3 separate regions of the Zea mays genome follow, and all the other regions are linked to region 3. The links are chromatin contacts, called in public Hi-C maps. All regions are on one chromosome and are shown on one strand. The core of a region is the stretch at or near the end of the contact, and the rest is flanking DNA. Distances in the headings are between cores, read along the strand shown.

What was found. A called contact is a pair of places that touch in the nucleus more often than the background predicts.
Region 1: a Hi-C map of ear shows a contact between it and region 3, with 3 times the contacts expected there. The contact joins the promoter of LOC100277479 here to the promoter of LOC100383403 in region 3. A contact is called at or near these places in 11 of 25 Hi-C or Micro-C datasets (bundle sheath, ear, endosperm and 4 more) and 1 of 3 datasets of contacts at active chromatin or transcription factors (leaf).
Region 2: a Hi-C map of ear shows a contact between it and region 3, with 2.8 times the contacts expected there. The contact joins the promoter of LOC103633327 here to the promoter of LOC100383403 in region 3. A contact is called at or near these places in 4 of 25 Hi-C or Micro-C datasets (ear, endosperm, root tip and 1 more) and 2 of 3 datasets of contacts at active chromatin or transcription factors (leaf and seedling).

What each region holds. Positions count from the first base shown.
Region 1 is chr7:168,856,118-168,858,817 of Zm-B73-REFERENCE-NAM-5.0, forward strand. LOC100277479 reads left to right here and starts at 1,445. Exons shown (of 2, transcript NM_001349004.1): 1 at 1,445-1,854.
Region 2 is chr7:168,811,027-168,813,726 of Zm-B73-REFERENCE-NAM-5.0, forward strand. LOC103633327 (protein FAM133-like) reads left to right here and starts at 1,282. Exons shown (of 4, transcript NM_001353473.1): 1 at 1,282-1,469; 2 at 2,499-2,689. The coding sequence starts at 2,521.
Region 3 is chr7:168,644,610-168,647,309 of Zm-B73-REFERENCE-NAM-5.0, forward strand. It overlaps LOC100383403, which reads right to left and starts at 1,251. Exons shown (of 10, transcript NM_001176058.1): 1 at 826-1,251; 2 at 1-88. The coding sequence starts at 1,200.

The DNA.
Region 1 (2,700 bases), core at 195-2,694, 210 kb after region 3:
CGCCTGAAGATGCGCCGCCTAGAGCCGCGCCACCAGTGGTGAATTGAGCGTCGCCGCTGCGAGGGAGCAGAGCAAGCGCACTGTCGAGGATGTGCCATGCTCGCCCCCCCTCAAAATCCTAACTCCCCAAGGCGTCGCACTGTCGCCCAACAGCGGCTCACCGACGTCCCATCCATGCCCCGCGAACGCCTTACACTCCAGAGCAAGGCGTGTTAGACACCTTAGGTTCCGAGCACGCCTTAGCATCTAAGCGACGCTAAGGTGACACTTCAAGGACGACTTGATAAGCATGGAGTGGTGGCCTAGACCCGTTCCAATGCGCTTCTCAACAGATTTCCGCGTGGTTAGTTGGATAAACATGCGCAGGATAAGGACTCTCGCATGAATTAATGTAATCGCGGACCGTCTGGTTTACAACCGTGGATTGTCGGAGCCACATGAGTGAACCGTCCGACCGCGGCCATGTGCCAAATCTCGCGCTCAACGATTTCGACCAACATGTTATAAAGAAAAAATTAAAATAAATTGGCGATGTAAATTGATGGAGACGATTAGGACATCGATGGTGGAGGGAATGAGAAGATGGTTATATGATATCTTAGCTTTGTAGATGAAGATGAGCTCAAGAAGCTGATGGAGTTTTTGAGCGTGGTGTTTAACCGATGATAACTTGTTAGTTTTAATTGTCTCTAATCTCTACTATATTAAAGCACCAGTTTTCTTCAGCACCTATTGATTTAGCTCCTTCTAACATGTAGAGTTGAGAGTTGACATTGTCGGGTTTCATGCTTTTCCTTCGCAACTCGAAATTTCTACCCGTCGTTACTTTTACAATCAACCCTCATCCCTGACTCGGTCGGATCTATATTTTAACATTTAGTTGATAAAATCTAAAATTATGTATAAATGAAGATTCGAACCATGTTTGTTGGTTCTAAACTCACATTCAAACTCACCTAGCCAACAAAACATATGTCCTTATGTTTTATACTTTATACTCAAATATACATAGAAACCGTCGTCCTTATATTTTATACTTTATACTCAAATATACATAGAAATCGTAACAAGCTACGAGCACTTTGCTAGTTTAAAATAGAGGATTGGTTTGAGAAGGTTTTTTCTGTACGGGGTCCGTTTGTCAAGGCTCTTTTTCAAATGCTTCTTGAACAAGACACGCTTTTTGTGGTTTCGACTCTATTTGAAACAGTCCTTCTCCAGTTCTCCTTCCACACAAATCGTTACTGGACCATAGTTATGCTTGATAAAACTTGGTCTAAAAGTATGCACGCGTAGAGTCTCGAAGAAACTCTTTTTTCAAAAATAAAAATTCTCACATAGCATAGCCATTAGGTTGGGATGGGAAGTTCAAAATGAACCACGATTTCGTGGACATGCCGATCTCGTGGTCACGGTGTGACCGGTTTATTCGCTTGATGCTGTTAGATGGGCCGAGAGCCCGAGATCAAGACTCCCGGAACGGCGACGGGCCAGCATCAGGCTGGGCTTATGTTAGGCTTCACCGTGTGAACCGGCCCAATATCAGAAATCGTTAATGTGCCAACAGCCTCTTGGTATTTCCAGCCTTCCTCCTTCTAGGTTTCCGTCTCGCCGCCGCCGCCAACTTGTCACTCGCTCTCCCTCCTGATCGCTGCCGCCGGTCACTGTTCGCCGCAATGGGCCGCATGTACGGCCCCGGGAAGGGCATGTCCTCGTCGGTGCTGCCCTACGCTCGCGTCGCCCCTGGCTGGGTGTAGAACGCTAGATGGTATCTGTGCTCAGCTATTCATTGAATAGATCTCTCCATTGATCCATCCATTTCTATGTCCATCAAACTAGCCCTAACAGTCCAAGGTTTGCTTAAAACTCTGTTTGTTTTTTTTTATTTTGAGGAATTTAAATATTACTAATAAAATAGACTATTTTTTTAGAATGTGACATTCGAACACTTTCCAAAGTTATCATATAAGCTTATCTTAAATTTATGAGGTGAGATATAGAAATTGATTTTATAGATTTACATGCTATTTTCCGATGTACAACTTATAGTACACTCTTCTACTTGCGCCGCTATAACATAAATGTAGTAGGTAAATATTTCTCTCATATGATTTAGGATAATATATAAATATATTATATATATAAATATTTAAACTTAATTAGTTTTGTCTAAATTATAATTATTAAAATTGAATTCAATTCTAACTAAGCAAACGGGGTCTAAGGAAATTTTTCTTTAAAAATCTTGTCCCAAAATGATTCAAGACTGGTATTTGGTTGATTTAATTTATATCGTGTACATTCTCTGTGAGGGGTACAACTAAGAATATCCAAAATTTATTGTTTTCGGAGTAGTGGTGTGACCATTTCTGTATGGTTGCCTGTTCAACTAATTTTAGATACCAGAACTGTATATAATTTTGTACATAGTGAGCTTTAACGTGAAGTGACCATTTGCATTAGCGTTTTACGAGCTGCTAGAACCTAAGAACTATTGGGTGGGAAGGTTCTCGTGGATGTTTGCTTGTTTTTGGGCTTTTGGCTGGCTTTCATGTTGTAGGCGGTTTTTAAGTTGCAACGTTCATGTTCATTGTTTAGGGCAGCTCTACTTAATTGGGATGTTTGCTTGGTGAAGTATTAGCGGGCATAGGAAAGCTATTATCTCCTTGCTACCAGTCCACTGATGATTCTTGGTGAAAT
Region 2 (2,700 bases), core at 32-2,531, 170 kb after region 3:
AAATATGGAGTGATTGCTAAAGTCAGACATCAATATAAACTGGATGCGCTGCATATAAATTATGCTACTTCGTAGCAATTATTAACGTTTAAACCAACAAATAACCTTTCATTTTACTATAAGTGTGACAATTATTGTTGCTTCATCTAATTCAGCAACCTCAAACACCATGGAGTTCATTGCGCCAATGTGATCTCCGAAACGACCTAATGCTTGCAAGAGCCAAGAACGTTGTGCCGTGCTTGAGTTGTATCCTCGGCACGTAGTGCTGGTCCGACCTGACACGATTATATTTTTTATTTTAAAAAAACATATATACATATATATAATTTATATTTAATATTAAAAATATATGAGCATGATGTTCTACTGGTTAGACAACGGTGGCCATCTATATGCGTGCAACGGATTAATTTAAAATAGTTGTGAGGGGTTATTTATAAAAAGATGACGCGAGACGATCGTTGAAACTAGTGCTTTAAGTATAGTATAGATATAGACCTTTTCTCTATATGAGCTATTTCGTGTCTACCTTAAACGGATCATGCTTGTGTCTGCCTATAGACCGCGACCTCGACCCAAATTTAGCTCGATATATCGAACCGTGTCGGCCCGTTACTAAAATATTTCGCGTTGTGTCATGACTGAGTCGTGTTTTTTTTACATGCTTCGAACCCATCCATGAGCCCCGGCCCAAATGTACATCTGTACTCGCGATGCTAAGAGCATGTCCCGCGCCGGTGGTGCCGACAGCGACGCCGCGTCCGCCGCTCCGCACGCCATGGACTTGCGTGTTTCGATGCTAAGAAGGGCGATTGGGGGGGGGGGGGGGGGGGGGGGGGGGGTATGGAGGGGAATGCGGTACAGGAAACGATGTTCTTGCGTGTCGCGAGAGGGAAGAAGAATGACTGAGGTTGTAATTTTTATTAATATAACCACAGGTAGTATGTCTTTTAGCAAAAATAATCTCTAATAAACTTAATCTAAGCTTTAAATTATATAATCTATAAATATAATTTGATTGTTTGTTTACTGTCTAGATTATTTAAACTAGATTAATCTAAAACAAACATGGTCTTAACTAAGAGACTATCCACAATTATGAAGCTTCCGGTGCATTATCTCGGTTTACGTTTACGTGCGTGATGGAGATTCTTGTACCCCGCAAGTCCGCATGAACCAAACGGAGATTGGACTATATAATCTTGAGGGCAAGGCGAAAAAATCATTCTGCTCTCCGCCTCTCCGCTGCCCTACGCGCCTCCTTCGCCCGCCTCCCGCTGCCCTACGCGCCCGCAGGTCTGAGCCCGCTACGCCTGTACCCTACGAAGTCTTCTTCGACCCTTATCCCCTCCACAGCGGCGAGAAAGAACGGGCGCGCTCGTCTTCGCCTCCTCTGTGCCGGTGGATCGGCGCGGCGAGGGGATCCGTCCGGGGGTTTGGATCGGTTTCTTCTCCATCTTCATCTGGTAAGGACCAAGGAACCCTATTTTGGTTTGGCTGCTTCGACGGATCGTGCGTCGTGTTTTTGGGATCTTTTTATGCTGGATCCTCTGAGGAATCGAATCCAGATCTTTCCTGCTATAGTCCCACAATTTGTTGCGTGTTTCTTTACTGCGTGGATACAAGCATAGTAAATTCTTGCGGAGGAATTAGAATTTGGGGTTCAACTGGATCCCACGGCTTGATAAAATGCGATAATTCAGTTTATGTTCGGTGCAATGTGTGTAGTTCTCCATGCCTTTTGACATTTCCTGACTGATTGCTTATTACTCCATCTCCCCCCCCCCCCCCCCCCCCCTCTCCTGGTTTGTTTGCAGCTGTTATTCTGTCTCAAACTCGCACCACTAGTATTAGTTATTTCCCAGAATTTGGACGTTTCAAATTAAACCCTGTGGCGCATTAAGTAATGCCATGTGGTAAATTGTAATTTTCCTGTTCAAACAACACAACGGCATCTCTGATCTATATGACACTAGTCAAACTTTGTGTTTTCCGTAGGTTTGTTGTTTAAGGACCATTTATAAGAAATGCTCAATTACGTTTTATACTTTCTTTCTTTACTCATTTGTGCACAGTTTGAGAATTTTTTTTGGCTGGTAATGCTCTGAAAAAATATTTTATCAGGATGGATAGCACGTATATAGGCACTTTGTATTATATAATTGCTCATTATGAACTGTTTGATTCCTACACCTTTGCACCTTGATAATGACTGAATGATATTCAATAATTTTGCATGGTGTACGAAATTATTTGGTTTTATGCTATAGAAATATGTTTTTTATTGTCCTAGCGGTGTGGCCACATTACGCCTATGCCTGAGCAAAATAATAGAGATCAAGACATTGTTATCGATTATGTGATTGAAATCTAGAAGTTTCTTGTTTTTGCTCTAACAAACATTGATGGAGTATGTGCCAATAATTGTTTGGTTATTACTTTTGATGTTATCATATTTTTTTGAATTACTAAAGATTCCATTTATGGATTCCCAGTTGTTGAACTTTGAGTTAGACAATGGACCTGGAGACAGAGAATCGTCTTGCTTCTTTGCTAATTGAAGAGGCGCGGAGATTGCAGTTAGAGGCTGACAGGGAAGGTGTTCATGCATATCTTCGAAAACCTAATGTTAGGCATCGTCCAAATTCAAGGTTTCTCACAGCCACAGTTCGTGGAGTTCAGCAAGGTTAGCATTGT
Region 3 (2,700 bases), core at 1-2,500:
TGTCATTGCGAGCACAGTAGTTCTCCTGATTTTTCATCCAGCGGAACACATGCACAGCATGTTTCAAGGATCCAGAAATTGCAATTTCCTACAGGTGACACAAACTGTGTGAGTGCATTATCACTGGAACAGGCTAACATGTAATCAGTGAAATTATAGAGATGTTTGGTTTGTTACAAAATAAGAACCATGACTTGCAAGTGCAGCAGCTACTAAGGTGTTCTATAATACAGTCTCTAATAACACACCCACAAAAATATGACAACAATTGAGTATTGCGAGAACAACTAGATTTTCTGAAGTGACTGAGAAAGCTGTAGATTAGAGACATATTGATAGTGAACATCAAAGTTGTAAATGCCTATCTGAGAAACATAGCAACAAATACTGCAAAGTAAATGGAGCTAGTGTGCACAGTTATAAAATCCATAGACAAAACAAAATATAAGCAGAGTTACCGATGCCACCTGCAAATAGACGCAGGGCTACCGTAGTCCCTAGTTTAATCCTTATATAAAGCACTAAAGATAGTTGCTACAGAATACTTGCACTATTACGGTAAATTGATTATCTAATAGCATGTTAGCAACAAATAAAAGTGGTGGTTGTAAATTTGTAATCATTGCATAGCGAAAATGGTCATAAGCTCAACTGAGAATGAACTTGTTAGCATCGATACCAACTAGAACTCAACGTAACTAGGTGAAATAGATGCTGCACTATAAGTTCACCGCGTACTGCTCCTCTCGAGCCATTTGACCATTTGAATGCCACACTACTGGCCAATAGTAGCATCAACACCAAAAGGGAGAGAATGGGGCTTACTCTGATGAGCAGCGGGAAGTTGCGGCGTGCGAAGCGACCGGCCCAGCAGTTGAGCACGGCGTCGACGGCGTCCGCGTCGGCATGAGGCAGCGCGAGCAAGCGCGCGACGACCTCGGACACCTTCCAGTCCCGCTGCCACCGGTTGCCCTCCACGCGGAGGCGGTGTCGCGCAGGGAGCGACGCGGCGCGGACGCCGTCCACCTCGGTGCGGACCGAGCGACGGCCGCGGTCGAGGTCGACGGACACGGCAGGCCGACGCTCCGCCCAAGGCGGCGGACCGGGCGCGCGCGGAGGAGGCCGGCGCGGGGGGGCGCGGACGATGCGCGGGGGCACTTCGGGGTTCAGAGACGGCGGAGGCGGGGGTGCGGAAGACATCGCCGCGGCGGCTTTACCGTTGTGGATGGATGTGTGGGCGTCTGGGCGACGCGTTTCCGGACTGCGTCAGCGTCGGCGAGCTATCTTTTCACGTGATTTGATAAGTTTAAACCTCCGGCCGGGCTTGTTGGATAGATCGACTACAAAAAAAAAAAAGCAAAGTGATCCCACTCGCAAGAGTTCATGATTCATTTGTCAAGAACTACGATTTTCGATGAACTGTGATGTGAGGCAGGACTCCTCCGTAGATGCTAACGATACGATAAATATAAAAAAATAAAGTGAATATATATTAAGAATTATAAGAAAATTAGGGAGTTATTTCTATATATTTTCATCTATTGAGTGATTTCTATTGAGTTGGACACAGGTGCAATATTGTATAAAACAAATTTGGACAAAATCATCATAAATAGAAGCTTCCACCCTTTCTAGCTGACTCTTTCCAAAGTTGCTTAAAATTTTGCCTTCCATGCATTTCACAGTTGTTTACCGTTGGCAGGAGACATTGTTTTCCCTTTTGCGCAAATCATGTATTGGTGAAATTTTGTTTACACACCCAAGTGGCAAGGTTCGCTAAAGTTCGAATACGGAAACCCCAGTTAACTGCAATTGAATGTACTGTCCTAGAAATGGCTGAAAACGTTGGGTAACTTGCAGTGAATATAGCTGAAGTGCTACCATGGCAAGTGTCGTGTCGTGAGTAAGATTTGTTTTATGCATAGAAAGCAATAAACGTATCGAGGAAAATTGAGATAGTTTCAAAACGGAAGCAACAAATGTGGGCTTATATGGACAACTAATTTCCAATTTTTTGCTCTACCAGGCTCAGATTTCAAAACGGAAGCAACAAATGTAGACGAGGACGGCACGCTGGAGAGGGTTGTGGACCTCCTGGAGAAGCTAGCGTAGTCAAAAGGTTCGGCCACGCCGTTAGCCACAACATGGTACTTGGTCTCAGCGCTGGAGCGAGAGACGACAGGCAGATGCTTGGTGGTCCAGGAGACGAGGTTGGTGAAAGAGAAATAGTCTCAATATTTCCTATAATCGATTTTGGTGTTTGACGACCATCACAAACCTCGTGGACTAACCAGTTTGCCCAGTTGATCATTTCACATGTGCATAAGTTCATCTACAACCATTCTAAGTCGACTATCCGGAATACCGTAGATTATTCCGGACAGGAGAAGCTTTTTGGAAAACACCTAAGTGCGGACCGTCCGGGCTCTTGCGGCGGACCGTCCGCGGCACCAAGGTGACCTCGGACAGGAACACTGCAAAAACACAAGTCTACACTACGGACCGTCCGACGGAGAAGCGAGCACCGTCCGAGACCAAGCACGGACCGTCCGGCCTCAGGCGCGGACCATCCGGTCGGTGAAAACCAGAAAAAACCCGAAGGTGACGGGTTCAGTAAAATGTAATTTTAGCGTCCTCGCGGACCGTCCGGGGTGCACGACCGGACCGTCCGTGACTGCTTTATCTGACATCTGACGACGC